Linked DNA regions of Mus musculus: region 1 is linked to region 2. Evidence: chromatin contacts called from public Hi-C data. All regions are on one chromosome and are shown on one strand. Each heading gives the region's core, a stretch centred on a gene start, on an enhancer-like site or on the middle of the called end of the contact. The rest is flanking DNA. Distances are from core to core; before and after follow the strand shown. Region 1 holds the start of Tmeff2 (transmembrane protein with EGF-like and two follistatin-like domains 2). Region 2 overlaps Gm39638 (a long non-coding RNA gene).

Region 1 (5,381 bases), core at 1,056-3,555, 3.6 Mb after region 2:
AAATTTTACTAAGCAGAGAATTCAGTAACATTTTTCCTTGTAATTCTAGGTTACAGTCAAACCCTGCAACCCTAGCGCTGGTTTATGATCATAATCGCTGCAAAAACACATTGTCTGAGGGACTTTGCCATAACTGCAGAGGGGCTCATATTCAAAAGCCTGATTAGTTGCTGATCGCTGATCCACGCTTTGGTATGGAAAATTCCAAATCCTCATTCGGTACTGTGTGGCTGATGCAGCTAGATCTGCATTAAGCTTGAATGTATGTCGCAGACTCCACTGAAAGGCATCTCTGTTTCTTTGTTTTTGCGATATCTTTGGCAGCTCCATCTTCTGGGCATTCCTTTACCTTCAACAATTCAGTTGCTCCATCTAAAAGCCGATTTTTCTGATGCCTCCAATGTCTGGTCAAATTGATCTGTGTTAATGGAGTCTTCGCTGGTGAGAGATGCCATTGACTGGAACGCTGAGATCTGCGGCTGCTTATTTGCCAGGGGCAAGAGACACCAAGATTCAGAAATCTTGAGAGGTGGGCGGGGGAGGGGGAAAGGTAGTCTTGGGAGGGAGGCGGGATGTAAGATAAAGGGAAGGGTTTCACATAGAGGAAGAAAGAGAGAGGTGGCTTTGAGGCTCAGAGGTGCTGCAGGATCACGTCTCACAGAGGCGAAGTTAAAAAGCAAGGGAGTGGGGAGAGGTTGGAGGGTACAGGACTTAAAGGGACTGCTTTGGCACAGTTTGTTTTCTGGTGGTGTCTGCGGAGGATAGATAGATAGTCCGCCTTTCAAAGTCTATTGGTGCCGCTTTTAAGTGGTTGGTTAAGCTCGTTAATTGCTTGTTAGATGCTATCAAACAATGCTCTTAGTCAAGATTCAGGAGGTTATGGGAGGGCGATACAAGGAAATTTAAAGAAAGAGAAAGGGGAAAGCTTTTGAAAGAAAGGAAGAAGGAGAGAAGGAGAAAGGAAAGAGAAATAGAGCAGGAGTATATATGTATAATGTGAATGAAAAAATACCATAAATAACTGAATGATACAAACGCAAAAGGAAACCTCTTTGGTGCAAGGCACCAAGAACCCTGTGACTGCAGTAGTGACCTGAGTCGTAGGAGACAGACTCTTCTCTCCATCTATGTCCCAAAAAGCTCTGGGCCCTGAGAACTAACATGCCATTAAGCTAAAGAGTGTGTCTAACTGCGTGGAGTGCAGCAGAAGGAAGGCTGATATCTCTCTGCTGTTTCTGCTGGGGCTAAGGAGAACCAAGCGGAGGTAGTGACTCCTGCCGGGCTAGGCTCCCTTGCCTCTCCCAGGTAGCTGGGGATCCACAGACAAGGTGTAAAACGCCCAAGTCTAACGCCCAATCACTCCAAGCTCTCCTCCGGGATGCCGCTTCTCTGTGGATTCGCCCTGTAACCCATTCTCAGCTTGGATTCAGAGAAGTCTCTCGCTGCTCCTCCGGCCTCCTGTCCAGACCAAAATTGACCTTCCAACAACATTTTGTTGAACCTTTTAGACAGCCCCACAAATAGGTTCCGGTCTGTACCTTACCAAAGAGCTCCAGGGAAAGAGAATCAAATCTAGCAGGCTGAGCTGCGGAGAGCCTGGAAGGGATAGGAGGCACAGGGAGAATGGGGAGAGCCAGCGAAACTGGCTGCTCCAGCCTGGCGAGCACTGTCGGGCTTGCTCGGGGAGCTAGCTGCTGCTGCTGCTTTAAGCCACCAGAGTCTTTTGGCTCTCGCACTGCCGCCTCTTGCCCTCTTTTCTCTGCCACCGCCTAGAGAAGCATCCTAATGCTTCTTAAGCTACCAGGACATGCCCAGCCTGGATCTCTTTCCCGGACCGGCGGCGCCAACGGGACGCCCTCTGCTCCCTACCCGCTTCCCCTATTGCCCTGTGGCTGCGGGTCCTCCACCTACTCCGCCCCCACCACATCCAGCTGGAAGACAAGGCCACCCAGCCGCAGCGGGTGCTGTCAGCCCGGGGTCACGCACAGAAGAGAGGCGCGAGCCTGGACCTCGCACACAGTAGGGGGCGTCATGGAGCAGAGAAGCCAGGCAAGTGGGAGAAAGAACGTGGGAGTAGCCGCCCTGAAGCCTGAGCTTCTCCCAGGAGCCATCCCGCCTAGACCCACTCGGGTTAGAGCCTAGAGAACTAGCCCATCTGTGGCATCAGTGGCCGCCTCCTCCTTGCACCTCCTCACCGACCCCTCCCTCCCGGGACCTGCATCGCGCTCCGCCAATCAGAGTCCGACTGCCGCTTCCCACGTGACCCCGGGCGGGCTAAGGACCTGCTGCTTCCCAAACGCCAGAGGGATGCGGGCGGCAGAGCGCGAGAGGCGGCGGCTGGGCTGCGGGGCGCTGTGACTGTCCCTCCACCCAGTCTGGTCGCGCTCTTCTCTTCGGCCGATTGGCCGCCTCCTCTCCGCACCCTGGTTTCTGTCTCCTGCTCCTCCTTTGCCCCGACCCTGTTCCTTATGGCAGCAGCTCCTTGCATCGGGGGCGCAGCTTCTCAGCGGACTATCCTCTCACTCCGCAGGCTGAGCCCGGTCACTGGATGTTGCTGAAACTCCGGAGATCATGCTCTCCTTTGGTCGCAGTATCACCGCCGGCTGTCCCTGCCGCCGCCCCCTCCTCTGCTGCCGCGGTCCGCGGGATGCTCAGTAGCCCGCTGCGTGGCCCCTGCGATCCCGTGTTCTTCAGAAGCCTTTGGTTGCTGCAGAGTTGCGCGAAGTAGTCATGGTGCTGTGGGAGTCCCCGCGGCAGTGCAGCAGCTGGACACTTTGCGAGGGCTTCTGCTGGCTGCTGCTGCTGCCCGTGACGCTGCTTATCATAGCCCGCCCGGTAAAACTCGCTGCTTTCCCTACCTCCTTAAGTGACTGCCAAACGCCCACCGGCTGGAACTGCTCCGGTAAGTCCAGACCCTCAGCCCTCTACTTCACTTCTCCAAGCGCGGAACCCGCACAGACCTGTCTACTCTCATATGTCTGCCCAGCCACTGCCTGAAACCCAGAACTTCCCACCTCAATCCTGAGAAACATTGAGAACTGCTTCAGCTAAGGCTGGGCGTGCTGGGATAGGAACAAAGTACAGGTGTGGGGAACCATAGATGTTTGCCCCTTTCAAATCGGAGGATTTAGAGAAATACTACAGAGGTAGTTCTCCATCCTGGGGGAAAACACTAACGCAGAACATTTCCCATCATTAAAAAAAATAAAAATAAAAATAAAAGAGTCTAGCCTGGATGTGCGAAAAATAACTTTATGAGAAAGAACAATCAAGAAAGCAATAAATCAAATGATGACTGCAGGGAAACTGTTAAGGCTGCCGAAAATGCTTCTGAATGCAGGGGTTTTCTAGTCAGCACTGGGCCACAGATAATTCTAAGGAGGCAAGTTTCCAGGAACGGAGTCTCTCTCTCTCTCTCTCTCTCTCTCTCTCTCTCTCTCTCTCTCTCTCTCTCTCTCTCTCTCTCTTCCTCCTCTCCTCTCCTCTCCTCCCCTCCCCTCCCCTCCCCTGCCCTCCCTTCTCCTCTCCTCTCCTCCCCTCTCCTCTTCCTCCCCCTTTTCTTTCTCTTTTCTCCTCTAGCTTGTTCTGTCTATACCTCCCTAGCTCTCTCTTTTGCTCTCTCTAGCGCTCCCTCTCCCTCCCTTTTCTTCTCTCCTTTCACCCCCACCCCCACTCTCTTCTCTCTTCCTTTGGCTGCAAATGCCATTGACTTTGAAAGACATTGATTTTGTAGCCAAAGTATGCCCATCCAAGTTCTTATGTGGAGGACAGAAGTTGAGAAAGAAGCAAACATAGATCCCCGCCCCCTCCCCCACGCCAGAATGGGCATGCCCCAAGGCTGATAGACTCTCTTCTGAGAGCACAGTGACCCTACCATGGCAGGTCCCAACCCCTTCACTTCTGCACTGGGTTTCATTGTCAGGCAGTCCTCTTGCTCATTCAGTCTCTGTCAGAATACTGAAGCTTGACACCTGCATGCTATTGAAGCCTCTAATTGAAAGGGGCCCAAAGATCGAAGTTACTGCACTCTTACTGGCTGGTTTTACATTTCAGTATCAGAGTGTCTAGTTTACCTGAAGAATCATAGTGTAATTTCTTTGGCATTTTAAACTCTATAAGCACACATGGTCATTGTCTCCATGGTCTAATCTGGTCTTGTTTTAGCAAGTGTGTTTATAACATTTCATTTTAGTTAAGTAAAATCTTCTCACAATTAAATCCGACTTTGAATAAGATAGCCTTTGGAGATGTGTAAGTGAAAGGAAGTGTGTGTAACTTTTGAGAGGATGTGATTATTAAATATAACTTATAGGTAGAGGCATGTACAGTTCTAAGAGATGACTAATACAACTCTTGAGGTCAATTAATTAATGTGCACCACTCCAGTTTAACCTTGGCTAAGACAAGTTGAAATGTACAGTCATATTAGATTTGGGTCAGTAGACTGACTTGGTTCTTCTTTTGGTAATTTCTAAATTTGGCATTTTATGAAACACAACATGTCTCTAACTTATTCTTAGTTCCTTCATTCATGTATGCTATTTTAAAAAGAATAAATTCCACTTGGGAACAGAACATCCTTAAAATTTGATCATAACTAATGTTCAACATGACTAGCTTGTTTCCTAACTAATATTGGTATTAGGAATACCTAGCTTGAATATAACATTGACAATGAGGAAATGTGTTATAAACCAGATCTCTCAAAGCTGTGTTCACTAACTAAAAATGAAGAACTGTATTTCTGGAAGGTTGTGAAGAGCTTGGCAGCCCCCACCCATCCCTGTTAACTTGAAGGTGATCAATCTTCCTTTGAGTCAGAAAGACCTTCACAGAAAACACCAAGTCTGTTTATCTTTATTATTGAGGTTTTGCTTCCTCTTTGTCTGGAAAAAAAACTGTAAGTAAGGGTCATTTCATATCTTAAAGCGAAGAACAATTAAAGGCAGAAATATTAAAATGGCAACTACAAACCATCACCAAATCTTTTCCTAAATATTGAGTTTGGGTCACTGATATACCCTACTTAGTGAGGAAAAAAATTAAAAAGAAAGCAGAGAAGCAAATGTCAAACTTTCACTCACACAGTCACTATTAGTCTAAGCTAAATTTAAGAAAGCATGCTCAAAAGGTGATACTGAGGGAGACTTTATTAGGAAACAGTTGTAAATGTATGGACTATTATTGATCACTTTTGAGGTTATTAGTAGAAGGCACACTTGTGGCTGTTGGAATTAAATTTTAAGAAAATTCTGTTTGTGCTACAAACTAGAATTCTCTTTATACATTATAACATTTTAAAGTGACTGGAGCATTCTTTTTCAACTTGAGGTTACGATGACAGAGAAAATGATCTCTTCCTGTGTGACACCAACACCTGT
Region 2 (5,285 bases), core at 2,187-4,686:
AGCTTTGGATTGTCTAAAATCTTTAGACTTCGCAGTGTCTGCAGTATACACGTGTTTTTTTTTTCTTTCTTCCTAGTTTATGATCATTTTGACTAGTAGGGTTGTTTGCTAGTGTTTGAGTTCTGCTTATTTTGAAATACTGTGTTTATAACAATCTGAATATATTAGTAGTAAACATCATTGGTGAAATCTCCCTAATGTTTGAGTATTTGAAAGTATGAGATAAAATTAGAAACTGAATTTCTCTTTCAGAATTATTTATTTTTGGTAGTTTGGTAGCTACTAGAGAGTATCTTCATGCCAGAGCACTTAATTTCTGTTTTACATTAGAAAAGGTGGGATCTGAGGGCTCATGATTGAGAGGCTGGGCATCTCTTGGTGGAGAGGGGAGGAAACAAGGTTTCTAGCTGTTTGTGAGCTTGATAGAATAACATCACCATTTTATTTGGAGAATCCTCAGCTCTTACCTATAGCTAAAGTATATAAGGACAAGCTCACATACTGGGTGTATGAGATATAGTATGTTAATGACCTAGGCAGTAGCCATTATTATTCTCGGTTTTACATGTGGGATTCTGAAGCTCATAAAGGTTCATTAATCTTCCTAAAGGTCACACACCTTGTAAGAAGAAGCACCAATATTTAATCTCAGGTTTCACTAGTTCTGCATGCTCCTAAGTGCTGTGGTGATTAATGTCAGCACCCAAATACGGAAGCAATGTGACTATGCTAAACTTCTGGGCCATTTTCCTCAAAGTTTCTCTTAGTCCCAGTACAGAAGAACTTACTCTAGAAGCTGGGCAAGAAATACTTGCTTTTGTGACACCAAAATAAAATTTTAGGAACATTGGAATAATAAATGAGACTGCATACAGTAATCCTGTGCTTGCATAGTTACCAAACACTAGGCTGCATTGTGGCAGTGTGCTTATTGCTTATTTAGTTTGTTTTCTTGTATTTTACTTTTTATGTATGCAATAGAGTGATAATCCAAAGAAAACTGAAGAAAGCATAAGGCTAAAAGAGTTCTTAAAAATGTAAAATACTTTTTTTAAAGACAGTGCAGATATAACTAAACACACTTTGTCAATTTTTAAATTGATATAAAATCCCAGATTAAATGCCTTAGATTAGTACAGCATAGCACAATGTATGCTGTGTCTACAAAAGGCCACCACCTACTCATATTTAAAAATACAAAACTCATATTTGTCATTGTGCTTATTAAATTATTTCTCTTTCTCTATCTCCTTTCTCTCTGTCATCTCCACCTCTATCTCTTCTTTTTCTGTTTCCTCTTTACCGCTTGTGTCTCTATGTCCTCTGTCTTATGGCTTCTCTTGCTATCTTCCTTCTCCAACGAATACTCTTTACCCCTTGACATCGCCTAGTGTAGTGAGGCCACCGGCAGATGCTGTTTGTTCTGTGTTGAATAGTACATGCAGCAAGACTGATTTCCCATTAGGGGAATTTGCAAGAGTTCCAGAACCATTTTGAGCAGTGTCAGCATCAGCGTAATTATTGTTGAACCTGTAGGATGATGACCTTCTATTGAAGTACTGTATTCATTTTAATGAATTATCCCAGGGCACACTGACCTCCTCATAAAACCTATGTTTAGGAATTTAGGGGGTTTAATATTAATTTTAATTCTGACATTTTCTTCCTATGACATCTTTAGATAAATCATTTCACCACATCAGGAGCCATATGCAGAATAACAGTGAACAATTCTCATAGATATCGAGCCTGGTCAAAGTCATAGTGACTGTGAGTGAAATTAAAAAGTGCCCACATTGCAAAAGCTTTAGTACTTGCTTATAGATATGCAAGGACAATGATCTCAGTTGCTGGTGCTCAAGGTCTCCAGAAAAAATGATCAGGACCAGTGCACTACTTGTCCTGAACATCCTTAGGATGGGAACTGTCCTCGGGTCTTCCGCATACTGTTCTTGGCATGTTAATTCTCAGGATGTGTTTGTTTAATGGGGGAATAAATGATTATAAGACAAAGCTAATAATTAAATAGACTTACGGTAATATCTATGAATTATCCTTCCGTTAAATTGGATAACCATTTAAAATGGAAGGTGGAGAAGTGGGTCAATGATGCTGGCATTACATAGTACTTTAAAAATCTTGCTTCCTTCCTTTATTACAATTCATAGAGTTTCCAGCTGGGTAAGAAGGTTGATGACATTTGCAGGAAAAGACATTCTCTTTAGAATGTGGGCTATGAGGGGCTACATGAACTCAGAGAATGGTTGCACACTACACACACACACACACACACACACACACACACACACACACACAGAGTTCTAAGTGTATTCAGTGTGTATTTTAAAATTAAAAAGAGAGTGTTTGAGGTTAGTAAGAAAAAGTGGCAGTTGTCAGAACTGGGCAGGATGGGATAGGGGTGAGTTTGATATAAATATACTGCATATGTAGGCATGAATATTATGTGAAATCTATGTGATCTTCTGTGCTTACGTTGATTCAGTATGTTTGAAATACCTAGGCATAAATGATGACCTTTTTAATGAGAAAGAGTTCTAGAAGCTGTAGATGTACATGCTAATAAATCACCATGTAGCCAACAATTTCTGGAAATTCTGTTCTTACAGAGATATAACTTGTTTTTTTGAAATACATTCTAAATAGACGTGAATAACCTAGTCTTTCTTAAAAGTTTGAACACAATTTAAAAACAATATATACATATCCATACATGTGTACATATATGTACATATACACATATACATACACACATGTATTTAGGGGACTTGGTTTAGGAATATTGTATGTAGCCACTTGGGGGCACTCTTTACTCATTTAAGGTAGCCTTGATGACAGGAGAAAATATGTGTTCATAATAAAGGAAAGTGACAATCCAGGGAGAATTTCAATAGTCTAATTTTAGACATAGTATGCAGGTGTTTTGGAATTCTGGTCGCCTGGATGGGGTGGTTTCCGGAGCTTGCCAGGGTGCTGGGGGGTCTGAGAATGCCACTCAGATTATGAAATGTATTGGGTTGGCATAGCATGGCATTTTCTCTCTACAGCATTTGGCACATGAGGTTTACCTCTTTTATTTCCTTTTGTCTTCATTCTGGAGGATATGGCTTTGAAAGCAGGTCCTGCAAACAGCATATGCATAAAGATCTTCCAAAGGAAGATTTTACCTTTTAGCTATTACTTCGATCTTTAAAAATTCAATGAGATGGTGTTAGACGACCTTTTGGGTACTGGATAGCTGAAACTTGTTTGCAAATAAGATTTTGAAAAGGTAATCAGGGAACAGCTGCCACAAGTCCAATTGTTCATTAAGGAATACTCTTTTAGGAAGTGCAAATTAGGATGTATAGATGCACACATGCTAAATACAATGGGTGGTTAAGTCAGTCAGATTGCAAACTGTTAACACCGATAACAATGGCATGCTGGCCAACTGTCACTCTTTCACATGAGCAGCCACTATTTCAGAGGTTTAATTTGACATCAATCATTTTAATAGAACATTAAGAAAGAAATTATATTTGCATATTGTCATTGGGATGCTTGGGAATAAAAATTTCAACTCAGTCTATCATGTTCTTACTTCTTACAGAAGGATTCAATCCTAACTGCTTTTCAGCATTTGGGGTAAGGGTGGAATTAAAGTCCCATGCCTATCTTCATTACAATCACAGTGTCTGGGCAGCAGTCCCAGCCTCCAGCATAAAGAACCTCCCAGAGCGTAGCATATTAGTGAGTACAGTTCAGCTTTATCAGCGGTGGCATCAATGACATTTAGAGTGGTTCTATCAGGTCTCCACCCAGACCACTCAATTATGAAAATCTGTGCAATGTGGAACTTTTGTGGCACTATGCTGGCACTGAGATACCATCCTTCCCATCTTGATGGAGGAAGTTTTTGGTGCCAGTTTTGCGATAGCTTATTTTTCCAAGTGTAGTGTGTGTTTGATTTTGGCTAATATGCTGATTCCCCAGTTTGCATAGAATGGTCACTATTTTTCTTTTAAGAAGTTGAGTAATTCTTATGACAGCCTGAGAACTACTGTTGTGAGGAACAAATCTTGTGATTGTTTAAACATTATACAGATTTCTGTCCCTGTTGTCTTTGCTTGTTTACTCCAATAGAGGTACAGTTCCCAGATTCAATCACAGTCAGAGAGAGGTCTTTATTATAGGGAACTAGGATTTAGGAATACGGATGCCAAGCACTATAGATTCAAAATGGCTAAAAACTAAAGGTATTGAGGGATCCCTTACTGAAAGCGTTCATTTATAAAGAACGCACTATGTTCATAAGTACTACCTGACATTTATATAATAAACATCCGTGGTTACATGTGGAGATGGTGCTTCTCAGGGAAGCAGAGTTTGGCGACTATTGAATCTACAGTGTTTTTCCCATATTATTTGTAGCATGTCAATTAATCAAAATTGTCATTTTTCCTTCCACGCTCAAATTACACAAAATAATGCAAACACATCATTCTTTGAGATACGTAAAGGTGATAAAGATATTGCTGGGCTGGGAATAGAGCTCAGTAACATGTTTTCCTAGTGTGTGCAAGGCTCCAATTAAAATTCTCAGGTTCTATAAAGAAAGGGATATTTTTCCCCTGTTAATTGAATTTATCAGAGATATAGGAAGTACTATTGTTCAGATACACTCTGAAGAGGATCGAGAATATTTTTTATCAATTTTAACTGCATCTTAAGATTAATTTTGAGGTCCATGTACCATGGGAACACTGGCTGCTCATTCATATCTTTCATTCTGTCTATTCACAATCAAATATGGCCTTGAGCCAAAAATCTTCTTTGTGAGTTCTCACTGTGAAATTTTTTCAGCTACCACAGAAACATACATCCCACTTGTGTATCCTAAGCATGCTCTAGTTGTCCTAAGGAGCACAGTTGCAAGGAGCAGATCTTGATTATAGGCCATAAAGGTGATAATGCTATAATATGAACAGTAATAATAATCCTGTTTGGGGAAGGGGGGAGGTGCCTTTCCATATCGGACTACCACTGAACCAATAGGTTAACTCCCTAGCCATGGCTTCCACTCCTTGATCACTGCAAGCTGGCAGCGCTTTGGGCTATTCAGAAAGTAGTCAGGAAACTACACAAATTGGTTTCTATTTTCTGACAGGACGTCAGTCACCTGACTTCTGCAGTGTAGTAGGAGAGCTGCAAATAATCCTAGGTTCATCAACATGCTCTTGTGGAAAATAACACTCTTTGTTACGTCAACATCAATGCTGGCTTGC

Evidence for each region. A called contact is a pair of places that touch in the nucleus more often than the background predicts.
Region 1: a contact with region 2 is called in a Hi-C map of cortical neurons, with 7 times the contacts expected there. The contact joins the promoter of Tmeff2 here to the enhancer-like site in region 2. A contact is called at or near these places in 12 of 484 Hi-C or Micro-C datasets (brain, cerebellar granule neurons, cerebellum and 5 more) and 4 of 115 datasets of contacts at active chromatin or transcription factors (astrocytes, embryonic forebrain, forebrain and 1 more).

The regions. Positions count from the first base shown.
Region 1 is chr1:50,925,218-50,930,598 of GRCm38.p6, forward strand. It overlaps Tmeff2 (transmembrane protein with EGF-like and two follistatin-like domains 2), which reads left to right and starts at 2,306. Exons shown (of 10, transcript NM_019790.4): 1 at 2,306-2,902; 2 at 5,332-5,381. The coding sequence starts at 2,731.
Region 2 is chr1:47,275,120-47,280,404 of GRCm38.p6, forward strand. The region is part of intron 1 of Gm39638 (a long non-coding RNA gene); the gene reads left to right. Among named protein-coding and RNA genes, the nearest start is that of Gm39638, 26 kb to the left of the region's middle. Within about 2 kb of position 3,437, at least 13 of the 459 cell types and tissues checked have an H3K27ac peak or open chromatin away from gene starts, as enhancers often do. A contact at or near this core is called in cerebellar granule neurons, cerebellum and cortical neurons, where this site is marked.